Linked DNA regions of Sus scrofa: all the other regions are linked to region 3. Evidence: chromatin contacts called from public Hi-C and promoter capture Hi-C data. All regions are on one chromosome and are shown on one strand. The core of a region is the stretch at or near the end of the contact, and the rest is flanking DNA. Distances in the headings are between cores, read along the strand shown. Region 1 holds the start of MON1B (vacuolar fusion protein MON1 homolog B). Region 2 holds the start of PDPR (pyruvate dehydrogenase phosphatase regulatory subunit, mitochondrial). Region 3 holds the start of KARS (lysine--tRNA ligase).

Evidence for each region. Promoter capture Hi-C pulls out the DNA fragments that hold promoters and counts their contacts. A called contact is a pair of places that touch in the nucleus more often than the background predicts.
Region 1: a promoter capture Hi-C map of liver shows a contact between it and region 3, with 5 times the contacts expected there. The contact joins the promoter of MON1B here to the promoter of KARS in region 3. A contact is called at or near these places in 3 of 5 promoter capture datasets (fetal liver, fetal skeletal muscle and liver), 3 of 47 Hi-C or Micro-C datasets (embryonic fibroblasts, heart right ventricle and liver) and 1 of 2 datasets of contacts at active chromatin or transcription factors (alveolar macrophages).
Region 2: a Hi-C map of liver shows a contact between it and region 3, with 8 times the contacts expected there. The contact joins the promoter of PDPR here to the promoter of KARS in region 3. A contact is called at or near these places in 2 of 47 Hi-C or Micro-C datasets (heart right ventricle and liver) and 1 of 2 datasets of contacts at active chromatin or transcription factors (alveolar macrophages).

The regions. Positions count from the first base shown.
Region 1 is chr6:10,722,614-10,727,032 of Sscrofa11.1, forward strand. MON1B (vacuolar fusion protein MON1 homolog B) reads right to left here and starts at 2,861. Exons shown (of 6, transcript XM_005655760.3): 1 at 2,705-2,861; 2 at 2,128-2,285; 3 at 1-156. The coding sequence starts at 2,275.
Region 2 is chr6:13,184,897-13,189,638 of Sscrofa11.1, forward strand. PDPR (pyruvate dehydrogenase phosphatase regulatory subunit, mitochondrial) reads left to right here and starts at 2,481. Exons shown (of 20, transcript XR_002344509.1): 1 at 2,481-2,723.
Region 3 is chr6:12,055,574-12,059,782 of Sscrofa11.1, forward strand. KARS (lysine--tRNA ligase) reads left to right here and starts at 1,902. Exons shown (of 14, transcript XM_003126856.3): 1 at 1,902-2,058. The coding sequence starts at 1,997. It overlaps TERF2IP (telomeric repeat-binding factor 2-interacting protein 1), which reads right to left and starts at 1,878. Exons shown (of 3, transcript XM_003126857.3): 1 at 1,091-1,878. The coding sequence starts at 1,769.

The DNA.
Region 1 (4,419 bases), core at 1,611-4,110, 1.3 Mb before region 3:
CCTCGTCACTGGGGTCCCCGCCCTGGGCCCCTGAGCCACTCTCAGGGCCACCCATGGGACAACTCTCAGAGGCTGCAGGACCCCAGAACCCATAGGGGCATGATGGAGCCTCTGACGGGAGCGGCAGGCTGGGTGGCTGGTCCTTGGTCTCGGATCCTGAAAGGGAGCCCCTGGTAAGTCATCTGCCTGTGGATTCCCATTCCTGTATCCGCACACCTACCAAATCCCTCTGGTCCTGCCAAGACCCGTGGCACTGACCCAGACTTCCTGGGTCTCCTCTACTCCTCAATGATGCCCAGTAACACTTAGGTTTCAATGATCCCCAACACCCCAATAATCCCATCTCCCTGTCATTATCTAACCCTCTCTATCCCTACAGACCAATTATTTCCCTTTCAATAACTGCCATTCCCAAGCCTTCAAAGCATCCCAATACCTCTGCATGATTATCAGCATCTTTATCTTGATTATCCACTAACACTCACATCTTAATCCCCTATTCACTCTCACTGATGTTCACTAACATTCCAGTGACCTCACGTTAAATATCCTGTTCTTACATGACCTTCACTTTTTTTTTCTTTTTCTTTTTTCAGCCACATCTACAGCATATGGAAGTTCCCCAGCCAGGGATCAAATCTGAGCCATTCACCAATGAAATCCACAATTTTGCTGCCCTCTACTGACTACCCTCCCATTTTAGTTGATGTCCACATATTCCCAATGATAACCATCATTATCCATTGGCAACTATGTATCAACAGTTTTCCCACAAAATTCCAAAGACCTCATAGTCTCTCATTGACAGTTCCGATTACCTTCTCCAATATTTGCCGATACCTCCCAAGTTCTCAAAGATGCCCCCCCAATGATTAATTTTCAGTGATGTCCACTGATCTTTCCCAATGACCCCACGAACATCCACTAATTCTAAGATGGTCAGGGAGCACTCACGCCCCAATGACCCCAGATGATCCTCTAGTCTGTATCTTTACACATACAACAGGGTCTTCCAGGATCTTCCTCTTGGTCCTCTCACTCTTCAAATAATTTCTTTTTTTGTCTTTTTTTTTTTTTGCCTTTTCTAGGGCCGCTCCCGCGGCATATGGAGGTTCCCAGGCAAGGGGTCGAATCGGAGCTGTAGCCACTAACCTACGCCAGAGCCACAGCAACGCGGGATCCGAGCTGCATCTGCAACCTACACCACAGCTCACGGCAACGCCGGATCGTTAACTCACTGAGCAAGGGCAGGGACCAACCCGCAACCTCATGGTTTCTAGTCGGATTCGTTAACCACTGCGCCACGACGGGAACTCCTTCAAATAATTTCACTGATGTCCACTGATCACTGTTAACATCAACTAAGGTCTGGTTCTTTAAAGACTCCCTTCAACAACTACTACCAACTCCTCAATGACATAAATACTCTGAGTACTCATTGGCTCCCCCACTGATCCTCCTTCCCACCTCAGTGGCTTTATTTATTTCTTCAGTTTTTCAGGGCCACACCCATTACATATCGAAGTTCCCAGGACAGGGGTTGAATTGGAGCTGCAGCTGCCAGCCTACGCCACAGAAACACCGGATCTGAGCCTCATCTGCGACCTACACCACAGCTCACAGAAACACCAGATCCCTAACCCACTGAGCGGGCCTGGGATGGATTGAACCTGTGTCCTCATGGATACTAGTCAGGTTCTTTAACGCTGAGCCACGACGGGAACTCCCCACCTCAACGACTTTAAAAACACCCTAACCTCCCAAAACATTGATTTCTAAATAGTTCCCCTTTGAGTCTATTAACTTTATTTTGGTCACTCACTGACTTAAACATCCTATATCCCCAGTGGCCCGCTCTGGCCCCAAATGATTCCTTTCTGATTTTTCAATGATCTAAATTTACACCGGCTCCCCAGTGAACATCCATTGATACCCAATGATTTCCTCTTTACTCAATGATTTAAACCACAACGTGAGTCCGCAATGACTTCCCGCTGACCTAAGGTATGGTTTAAACTACTCCCCTGGGTCCCAAAAGACTCCTCCTTTCTGATCCCCTGTAGGTCTCCCCCAACGAAAACACCCCCTAGGGATTCCTTCCATGACCCTAATGAAGGGAATGCATACCTGTTTCCTCCACGCTTCCATCTCCAGGATCGGGCGGGTCCTCTTGAACCCCTCCACCATCTCTAGCTTCCTCACTGGGGAACCGCGTGTCCTCCAAGTCCTCCGCGTCCCCGGGGGCTGGGGCAGCAATGTCTCCTCCGGCCTCCATCTGAACATCCCTGTTGGGGAGGGGAATGGAGGGTAACCTGCATCAAAAGAAACTTCTAAAAAGCTTTTACTGAGCCCGGCCCCCTTGCACACACTCCTGGGGTTCGTTTTCCCCTGGCTTTTAACAGGATGAGAATTTCAAACACATGACCACATTCTTGCAACCTCCAACACTTTCCGAATAGGGAGGCTCTACCGAGCCTTAGGAAATAAAGATACAGAAACACCTGTTTTAACTCCGTATCTCAATTGGCCAGGTATCATTACTTCCCGTAGCTGCGGGAGAATCACACTTCCGGGTGTGGCTGCAGTCTTGCCACACTTCCGGGTCCGCCTGCGCTCGGAAGGCACTTCCGGTCGCGAAGGTTTATTTGCTCCCTGGGGCTCCCGACCCCTCTCTCTCTCTCGTCTCCCACTCGTGTTCCCTCACCGTTGAGATGGCGCGCGCCACTCCTGGATCTACGTTGTCTCTGGCCGGGACCCCAGAGCCCGGTCTGCACTCGTTCTCACCCCACTGGCACGGGCAGCCAACTGGGGCGAGCCGGGCCCTCTTCTCGTACTGAAGGCTTCAGGCGAGAAGGGGGCGCGGTTCATGCTCAGCCAATCCGGAGTACCCAGGGTGGCACTGCCTCCTTTATGGCCCAATCAAGAAAAGCCGGACCCCTCCCCCTGTTCCGCTCTCAGGTTGTCCGTCTCGTATCTCCACCAATACTGTGCCTCAGATTGCTATTGCACCCGCCTATCCTTTGACTGACATTCCTCAGGACCCAATCGAAGGCTCGAACCTATTCCTCTCCTCACTGGAGGAGGTTTTCAGCCTAAGTCACGGTAGGTACCCGCACCGGATCTATAGATGTGCCAGTATCTAGTCAACTTCACCCTCCCTTATCCACCAGGAAAGGCAGGGCGATGAGGGTGGAGTGGATTCTGAACAGAGAGAAAGTGCTCGGCGGGTAGTCGCCTTTTCCAATCGGAGTGCCGTGCGCAGGCCGGCTAGCCTATGGGACTCAGCTGCTAGGGCGAGAGGCGGGCCTCTCAGAAGTAGGAAGTATTCGTGGGTGTCTGGGTGTTCGACTTGGCGTCCTCCGGGAAAAGGGAAGCGCGAGCCGTGGACATGCTCATGGCGCGGAGCGGTGAGTTTGCGAAGGCCATGTGTAGGCTGACCAGGGCAAAAGGCCTAGCTGACCTCATTTCCGAAGCTAGGACTCTGTGGGCGGAGCTATGTGATCCAGAGCACCCGCCTCTGTGGGGTGCTTGAGGGGCGTGGCTTTGGGACGCTGCTGATTACTCGTTGGTTGAGGAAAATGCCCCTCCCTCCCCAGCTCACCATCATTGGCTGCGCATGGGTAGAGCGCGAAGCCCGCCGGTTCCCGCCCCCCCTGGAGATACTAGCTTGGAAAGAGAAATGCAGGGGCAGGATGGATCTTCTTCTTTTTTTTCTTTTTACGGCGTATGGAGCTTCCCAGGCTAGGGGTTGAATCGGAGCTACAGCTGCCGGCCCTACACCACAGCCACAGCAACGTGGAATCCCAGAGCGTCTGCGACCTACACCACAGCTCACTGCATCCCGGATCCTTAACCCACTAAGCGAGGCCAGGGGTGGAACCGCAACCTCAGGGTTCCTAGTGGGATTCGTTTCCGCTGCGCCCAAATGGGAACTGGAATGGATCTTCTTAACCTGAATGCCATGAGGTGGTCCTCGCTGACAATTTTAGTGTGGGGGGGAGCGCAGGTGTGGACGCACATGCCCTGGATTCTCCTTTGCTCGGAATGCCTCTACCTGCGACTCCCTGTCTCTGGGTCTCTTTCTCCCCCTGTGTTTGGATGCCTCTTTGCTGTCTCCACCTCTGTCTCTCCCTCTCTGAATCTGTGTGCTCTCCGTCCTTATCTCGTCAGCTCTTTTCGTCTGTGTCTTTTTCTCTAGGCATTTGTCTCTCTCAATCGTTCTTTAGCTTTCTCTCCTTAGGTATCTCCCTTTTTCTCCCTCTCCCATCTGTGTCGCTCCCACTTTGCTCTCTCTTGGTCTGTAGCTTCTCACCCTTTCCCTCTGTCAGCCAGAGGGGCCCAGCAGGGCAAACCCCCGAGGATTGGTGTAGTTGGACCCCCCCCCCTCCAGCTACATCCACTGCAGGATTCCCATTTAAA
Region 2 (4,742 bases), core at 1,231-3,730, 1.1 Mb after region 3:
ACTGGCCACCACACGTCTGTGCTCTGTGTTTGTGAGTCTGTTTCTGTTTCTCAGATAGGTTCGTTTGTGTCACATTTTAGATTCCACCTATGGGACATTATATGGTATTTGTCTTTCTCTTTATGGCTTATTTCATTCAGCATGATAAAGTCTAGTTGCCTCCATATTGCTGCAGATGGCATTATTTCGTTCCCTTTTGTGGCCAAGTACTATTCCATTGTATATCTGCCCCACATCTTCTCATGAGAAGAAAATCTTAATTGAAATCTGGCTCAATGGAAATACAGTGCACAGTGGTAATACCGCGTTCCCGGAGGACAGAAGTGCTCGGGCACCCCATGTGCCTCTCGTCACCAGGGCTCATGAGAAAGATCCCATTTACTAAAGGGCCTCGAATGCCTCGGGACCACATGCTGACACTACAGAGGGACAGAAAAGGCTGCGCTGAGCTGGACATTTACAAAGGCAAGGAATGAGTTGTAGCTCTTTACAGTAACTACAACGACAGTGTCGTATATGCCAAGAGTTGACCAAAGATTAAGGGTTAGCTCTGCTGCTAGAAAACCCTTCCCTGAAACGAGCTGCAGAGATGTCTCTTGCACATCCCCTTGTTCTGGGGAAGGAGAAGCTCTGTGGAGTGGATGGGTACCCTCAGACAGAAATGAAGGTACTTTTTCTCCATCCTTCCTGGCTCCACCCACCATGTGACACTCTGGAGCATGAGGCACTAGAACCTAACTTGGAGGGAAGAGGTGCTCCAAGCTCCGGTTCTTGGTGTGCAAAGCAAATCTTGGCATAGATCTTTTGAAACAGCTGCTAGTGGTACCTTCCTCACTTCCTGTAATTCCTGCCCTTGAGAGAGTGAAAAGGAGAAGGCAGAAGGTTTACAAAGATAAAATAGATGCATCTAAATATCAGGTGAGGGAGTTTCCGTTGTGGCTCAGTGGGGTACGAACCCAAACAATATCCCTGAGGTTGTGGGTTCGATTCCTGGCCTCGCTCAGTGGGCTAAGGATCCAGAGTTGACAGGAGCTGTGGTGGAGGTCACAGATGCGGCTTGGGTTGGCATTCCAGTGGCTGTGGCCACAGCTCCAATTTAACCCCTAGCCTGGGAACTTCTCTATGCCTGGATGCGGCCCTAAAAAGACAAAAAAAAAAAAAAAAAAAACACACACACACAAACAACAAGAACAACAACAACAAAAAACTGTGACAGCGTTCCCTCGTGGCACAATGGGTTAAGGATGTGGCATTGTCACTTCAGTGGTTCAGGTTGCTACTGTAGTGCTGATTTGATCCTTAGCCTGGGAACTTCTGCATGCAGCCGGCGACCTAAATAAATAAATAAATAAATACTTGTGACATTTTCCTCCTGAAATTGCCACATCTAGGTATCAAGTACATCTTAGCAAGAATATGCCTCAGATCTGTTAGTCTATAATGTCTTCATTTGGGAGCAGCTGGTGACCATAAGCTTTAAGCCCATAACTGAACCATTTAAGTACATTTCTTGCACCGAAGCCAGGAACGCCTTGAACATTCATACATCAGGGTAGCAAAATGCAGTGTCTGTTGCCGGGAAACCAGACCTCAAATGGGCTGTCTTGTGTGAGTTCACTGGCAAGTAAAAATGCATAAAGTGCAAGTTTCAGGCTGGCATGGTGACACAGGGGTCCCTGGAACTTCACTGCCACACTTTAGTGGCAGAAGCCCTTTCTTGTGCACGGCTGAATCCCATCACCTGGCACAGTGCCAATCCTTTAACACAACTGGTTTGAGTGGTGAGATGGGCTTGGGTGTGGCCCCAAGTGGAGAGAAGCCTGTACCATTAGATCGCTTTCCATTCTAAGAAATATTTACTGGATAACGTGCCACACGCTAAGCGCTGAGAACACAGCAGAATAGGAGATTTAGGGTCTACTGTCAGAGGGCAGAGTGTGCAGCTAGTTGGGAAAGGTAGTCAACTAATTTACTTTAGCACAAGTTCTATAAAGGAAAGAAAACAGCGTGATGTGCTAATAAGCAAGGTGCCCAGATCGCAGGTCTTCTTAAACTGCCTCTGAGATCGGGCGGGGACAGCAGAAAAGATTCCTGATCCGCTGTACTAGTGATTCGCCCAGGAAGACCGCAGCAACGGCCAAAAACAGAGCAGCTTTCGGTCCAAGAATCTTTTTTAGGCCCTGGACTGAGTGTCCTTAGGCGGCAGACACGTGGGACCGGACCTGAGGACTCGCCTCGCGCGCGCGGTAAGAGAACCCCTGCCCTCCGCAGGCTCCACCAAAGCTCCGGCCATCTTGGCCGTCCCAGCTGCATCGGTAGAAATCGGTAAGGTCCGAAGCTGCAGTTCTAAAGCGACTTTGAAACACCCCGCCTCCAGTGCGACTGCATCTTCGTCGAGACGGTGGTTCCCCTCCGCCCACCTTCAAGCGGAGACACTCGGGACCCAAACAACCCCCCACGTGTCAGGGGCGGAGCAGTCGATGACGTCACGACGCGCGTGCGCGAGTGGGATCACGCGCTGCCGTACCCTTCCTACGGATCGTAAAGCGCGGAAGGTCGCGGACTCAAGCTTCCCCGGAACTTTTTCGGCCCACCGCCCCGCCCCCTTCCCATTCCCTGTCCCCACCCCCCTTCCGGCCCCCAGGACCCCAGCCAACTGTTGTGGTCGCTTCCCTGCTTCAGCCGGGGTGTGGCTGCTTGCGGAGCTTGTGGAGGCCGGTGAGGTAAGGAGAAGCTCCGGGGGCCGCTCTGGCCTCCGGGTCTGCTCGGACTTTGCCGCCACGGGGCCCTCAGCCCCCCACCCCCGTTCCTGCTGGGGGCTCCCGGCCGCGCTTCGTTTCCCGTGGGTTCTGCCTGGTCCTCCCGCAGGCTCGTCCTGGCGCCGGGACTCCGCCCGCCCGGGCCGACACTGCGTTGCCCGATCTTCCTTAATCTCACCCGCGGCAGTGGCGCCTAGCGGACCGGTGCCCGGCTCCCCGGTTCTTCCAGGCGCCCTCAGCCTAGCCCGGATGCCCAGGACGGCGGGAATGACCTCGTTCCTGGCGCCCCGCCTCGGGCTTGCACACCGCCCCCCCGCCAGCCTCCGCAGCGGGGGTCAGGCTTGTTCAGCTGGGCCAGGTCTGCAGGTGAAATTGTTTTCCCGCGTGGAAACGTGGTCCGCTTGCGCTTAATTAACTAGTAAAACTGCTGCGGAGTCGGCAGTGAAGTTACCTGGAAAGTCCAGGCCGGGGCAGTGAGCTCGCTACTAACGTTTGACCTCTTGGTTCTGATGTGTTTGACCCTGAGGTTTGATTCAAGCATTTTCAAGCTTTTTTCGCCCTCGCTTGTGTAGGGGGATGCGGGACATGGAGTTAGCCTGTGTGAAAGGGACACTTTTCCAGGGCCAGGGATTTGTATTTGTACAGGGATTTGTATTCATTTCTTAAACTAGTCTGATTATCTGGTACACTTGTTGAAAAAAACAGCAACCTGAACCAGCAGGATCAGAATGTTAAGAGATGGACTCTGGGAGGAAGAGTGTGTCTGTGACTTGAGTTTTAAAGCAGGTGTCCCAGGGGGCTCTTGCCGAGGCAGGTGTGGGAAATGATGTGTTCATCTCTGTCTTCTTACCCAGTCTTCCTTGGGACTAGCAGCCCATTTCTCCAGGGTGCTGTGGCCATGCAGAGGAACAGCTCAGAGGGAGTCGGGGCTGTCCTCTTGTTCTAGGTGTAAGCAGATCTGAGCATAACCAGCCCCAGCAGTGAGGTTGTTTAGCAGAAATTCTTCTTAGCAGGAGTTCCCGTCGTGACGCAGTGGTTGACGAATCCGACTAAGAACCATGAGGTTGCGGGTTCGGTCCCTGCCCTTGCTCAGTGGGTTAATGATCCGGCGTTGCCGTGAGCTGTGGTGTAGGTTGCAGACACGGCTCGGATCCCGCTTTGCTGTGGCCCTGGTGTAGGCCAGTGGCTGCAGCTCCGATTCGACCCCTAGCCTGGGAACCTCCATATGCCTCGGGAGCGGCCCAAGAAATAGCTAAAAAGACAAAAAAAAAAAAAAAAAAAGAAAGAAAGAAAGAAAGAAATTCTTCTTAGCAGAAGTTGAGATCGTAATTTATTTTCAACCAGGTGTGTTATTTTACTTTTTCTTTGACATCTTCTGTTTCTTTTCTACTTGCCGTTACCTCCTTGCTCTTAAGCCTTGCTGTTGCTGCCAAAGCTACTGGTATAAACTCTGTGCCTTCCTTTTTCCTTCATTCTTCAAATCCACTGGAAGTCTTTTTCTTTACCACTTCACTCTTTTGAAGGTCATGATGAGCCCAAGGTCAAAAAGCCTTTTTTGGTGCTCAAAGCTCTGGCATTTTAGCATTGTTTCTTCCATCTTGCAACTTTTTATCTGTTATGATGAATGCCACCTTTGTAATTCCCTTTTTCTGTTAGGGGAAGGTAGCACAGAGTAATGCTTCAGTGGCAGACTCTAGTGCTAGACTGGCAGGCTTTGAATTCAGGCTCTGCCAGTCACCAGTGTTAGAGGATCTTGGATGAGTCATTTCACTTCTCTGTGCCTCCGTTTCCACAAGTGTGGAATAGAAATTGTGACACCTCCCTTACAGATTTGTGTAGATTAAACTGGCAGTTGGCGTTCCCATTGTGGCGCAGCAGAGAACCAATGCGCATGGTATTCATGAGGATGAATACTGGCCTCACTCAGTGGGTTAAGGATCCAGCGTTGCTGTGAGCTGTGGTGTCATTTGCAGACGAGGCTCA
Region 3 (4,209 bases), core at 652-3,151:
TTTACACATAGCCTGTCCGCTCTCCTAGAATTCTCTCTCTTGCTTTATTCCATCCCAGCCACACTGGTCTCTTGTTGCTACAAGTACACACCTCAGGGCCTTTGCAGTTACCATTCTCTAAGCCTGGAACACCCCGTCTTCAGGTAATCACCTGGCTACCTCTTTCATTTCCTTTGGTCTGTGCTTAAGTATCAGTTTAAAATAGGTAACTTCCTTTCCCACGCTGCAGAAAACGACCTCCTCTTCAGCCCTTACTCAGATTTATTTTTCTCTATAGCACTCACTAAACTAGCATTTTAAGCAGGGAGTTTTAGTGTTTCTATCCCAGCAAGATAAGTGTCTCAAGCTCAAATATCTGTTGAATGAATTTCAAATGTCACTTTTACCGAAACCAAAACAAGAGGAACAGTTTTTACCTCCCCAGACCTCACCTGTGATGCAACAGCCACATAAGAATAGGGAAGTGGGGAAGAAGTATGCCTCTTTGAACAAAAGGGTCAGGTTCAACTGTCAATATCCCTTATATCAGAAGTGAAGCATCTGACCAGCTTTGCTGTATCCTAACCACACCTGAGTCCCAACATTCAACTCAACTGCCTTAGAAACTCACCTCACCTGAGCGAAACTAAAAAACCATTTCCAATTGCTGAGAACCTTCTATGTGAATATGCATCTGTTTCAGCCAAGACATTACAATAAACTGGTCTGGCAGGGCTTATGCTGAATTTCCTTAAACACTGGAGAATTGTTTTTAAAAAGGAGTCTGTGAAATCTCTCTGAAAAGATACCCAAGAAGGTGGTTCCCCAGTGCCTCGCAGGGTGGGGGGTGGGGGCGGGGGAGAGTATCTAATGGGCAGGAAAAGGGGGAGAATTTTCCATATACTCTTTTTGTACCTTTGTAATAGCGAACCCCGTCAATATCCCACCTATTGGAAAAGTGAATTCAAGATCAGAAAATGGTGTTAGTTTTACCCGGATGTCACAGGGGGGCGGGGCGGGGGATGCTACCAAAGACACAACATGGTCGCCCCTCGGGACAGGAACGACGCCCCCGCCCCCACGCCGCGCAGGTGCCAGCGACAGGCCTCACCCCCGCTATCAGCAGCCTCGGGGTCTTGCTCAGCTTTCCGCTTGAGTTTCTGCGAGGAAGGGCTCACGGGGGCCTCCCCCAGCAGGTACTTATGCTCCTGGCCCCGTAGGCGCTTGAGGTAGCGGTCCTTCAGGGACTGCCACGAATGCTGGGTGAGCGAGCTCTTCTCCATCGCTTTCCACAAGGCATTGCCGGTGACCGAGCTGGGCGAGCGGGCATGTTCCTTCACGTAGGTCAAGATGGCCACGTCGTCCGCGTCCGTGAAGCCGATCCGCCCCGCGTGCGGCTGCGGCTCGGACTCCGCGGCGGCGGCGCCGCCTCCGGCCTGCCCCCCGGGCTTCGTCTCTGGGGCCTGGTCGTCCGCCGGAGCCGGGCCCAGCCGGTAGGCCTCCAGCTCGAGCTTCTCGTTGCGCTCCACGCAGTCCAGGATGTACTGCGTGGAGATGAAGTCGCCCGAGGCCTCGGCCGCCGCCTCCCCGGGCTGGGCCAGCAGCACGGCCCCCGGCTCCTGCACCCGGCACAGGGTGCCGCCGCCGTGCAGGATGAGCGTCGAGAGCCGGCGCTTCGCCGGACTGGGACGCACGTAGAAGGACATGGAGCTGCCATCCTCCCTCAGGAAAAGAGTCGACGAATGGGTAGGCCCATTGGGGTCTTTGCCCAAATCCATTGCCTCCGCCATTGCGAACGCGCAGCGGAAGAGCTGCCCCCTAACGAGCGTCTGGCGCACGGAGCCCCACTGCCTGAGGTAACGTACCAGACGCCGCGGCTGCTGGCCCCAAATGCGCCTGCGCGACAGCTGCGCGTTAACAGTGGGCGCCCCTTTCCCCGGAAGAGGCGGGACTTCCGAGCGTGACCTGAAAATCGCCCTACGAGTCTCATCCTCTTTAGGTCCGGCCCTCGGGAAAGATGGCTGCGGTACAGGCGGCTGAAGTTAAAGTGGACGGCGCGGAGCCGAAACTGAGCAAAAAGTAAGTGTCGATGCGGGTCGTTAAAACCTTTGCGATCGGAGAGTCTGGACTAAGAAGTACCTCGAGGCTTCGGCCGTAGCGGCTGTGCTTGGGGCCTTCCTGCCGGCTCTCGTGGGTACCCACATGCAGGAACGTAGCCCCTGCGCCCTGAACTACATCCCCCAGGATGCCCGAGGGCCCGCGCTGACCGCGTCCTTCCTCCCCGTCGTACTCCTGGAGTGAGAGTATGCGGAGAATTGAGAGGCGACAGAGAAAAGGGAAAATTACTTCTCCCCTTTGCTCCCCCTTGAGAAATGCGTTATTATTGAGCCACGCCCCAATAAGGAAATTGGAGGAATGTTAAATACCCTAGTTTTTCAGAAAGACCTTCAAATTGTCCTTGGCCTAGCCAAAGCCACTGTGAACCTTTAGTATTAAAAAGATCAGTTTTTCAACTGTGTTGTGCACCTATCCGTATGAGTTACTCAAAGGATCTGTGATTATTGAATAAATCACCAGTGTCCAGCAGTAGGGTCTGTCAGCCGGATATACCAAGCTGCACTCAGCATTGCTGGATGTATCTTTGGTGATCACCCCAAGTCCCTGGAGTATGAAAGTACTTATAAATAAAGATTAGCTGCCTTTTTCACTGGCTGTGTCTTTTGTTCTCTGAATACTGCACTCCTTCTCAACCAAAGTTCTTCATAAAACATGAGCAATGATTGAGTGACTATTTCCTCAGTACTCCCAAGTCTAGTACATAAATACAGTGCTCTTCCAGTTGCAAGGAGAAAAGTTAGTTTAGTGCATGTAATGACTGCTTTAGCATTCAGGCAGTTAGAGTTGACGTTTCCTTTTGTGTCTCTGGGTTTACGCTTCACATATTCTAGGGAAATGAGAAAGGAAATATGTAAGCTTTTGGTTTGATGGCACCCTAATAACGTTGTTTGAAGAGTGACCAATAGATCTTTGTAAAAGTTTGGAACCTGGTCTTGAACTTCTGCCTTGAGGAAGATTGAACTTTGATCCCGTTACGTCAGTAATTGAATATTAGAGTTATAAATCATAGATGCCTCCTAAGTAAAAACTCCAGTTGAGTGTGTAATTTTAGGGTAAACTGAGGAAACTGGCCAGTTCCTTTCTGCTGACTTCTTAGATTAATTACAGCAGTCATTTTTTAAAGCATCTTTTTTTGTGTGTTGGGCTCTGTGCTAGAATGTTAGACTTTCCTCTAATCTCAGTGATAACCTTGCAAGGAAGGTGTTAATATCCATTTTTCAGTTTAATAAACTGAAGCTCTGGTGATTATATACGTTGCTGAAATTTGCATGCCTAAAGTTTTGTCCGCCGTGGATTCAAAGCTCTGGAGCAAATAATCTAAAATCAGGTCTGCAAATTCTACAGCCCGTGCTCATTATCCTGACTGTATCATACCTCCTCATGTGTCTAAAAGAATCTGCTATTGATGTATATTTCTCTAATGGGCCGAAATAGTTTATGACTAACATTTCCTTCTGTTTCTTAATTGTTCTTGGAATTTCCTTGATCTGAATCTTTAGTGAACACCCCTGTATGTCAGTTATTTTTTTTCCAAGTTTAAAAACAGATGGCTGCCTGCCAGGTGACTCATTCCTAAATGAAGGGCCAAATTTATTTTAATGAAATCAAGAACATAGTTCCTGTCATTCTGTTGCCTTCCAGTGTTAATGTATAAACATAATGTAATCTACGACTCATCTGAAATTCTCCTTTCCTCCTTGTTCCTAGAGCTCCAAACAAGTCTTCTCCTTGACATAATTGCTTTTGTGTGGTTTGTTTTTAGCTTCGTCCAGAGTTTGCAGTTGATGGTGATATTTTATGTGCTTCCCATTGCCATCTTTGTGGCCAGGTGTTTAATCTCCAAGAGAGAAACCACCTGTCAGGGGCTTGTCTCCTATTTTCTAGAGTGTTGTGATCATCTCTGCCCATAAACTGTTAATTTACCTGCTTTTGACTTTTGTCCCCGGATAGGCACCTTTTTACCATAGCCGGGACTAAGACTGTTATCAGTTAGAGTTGCAGCACAGTGTTAGAAGGTTGCTGTCAGTTGAGAGGGTAGAATGGAAAATGGGACATTAAAAGATTGTGCAACCTCCGCCCGCACCACCACCACCCAACCCTTAAGAGTAGGAG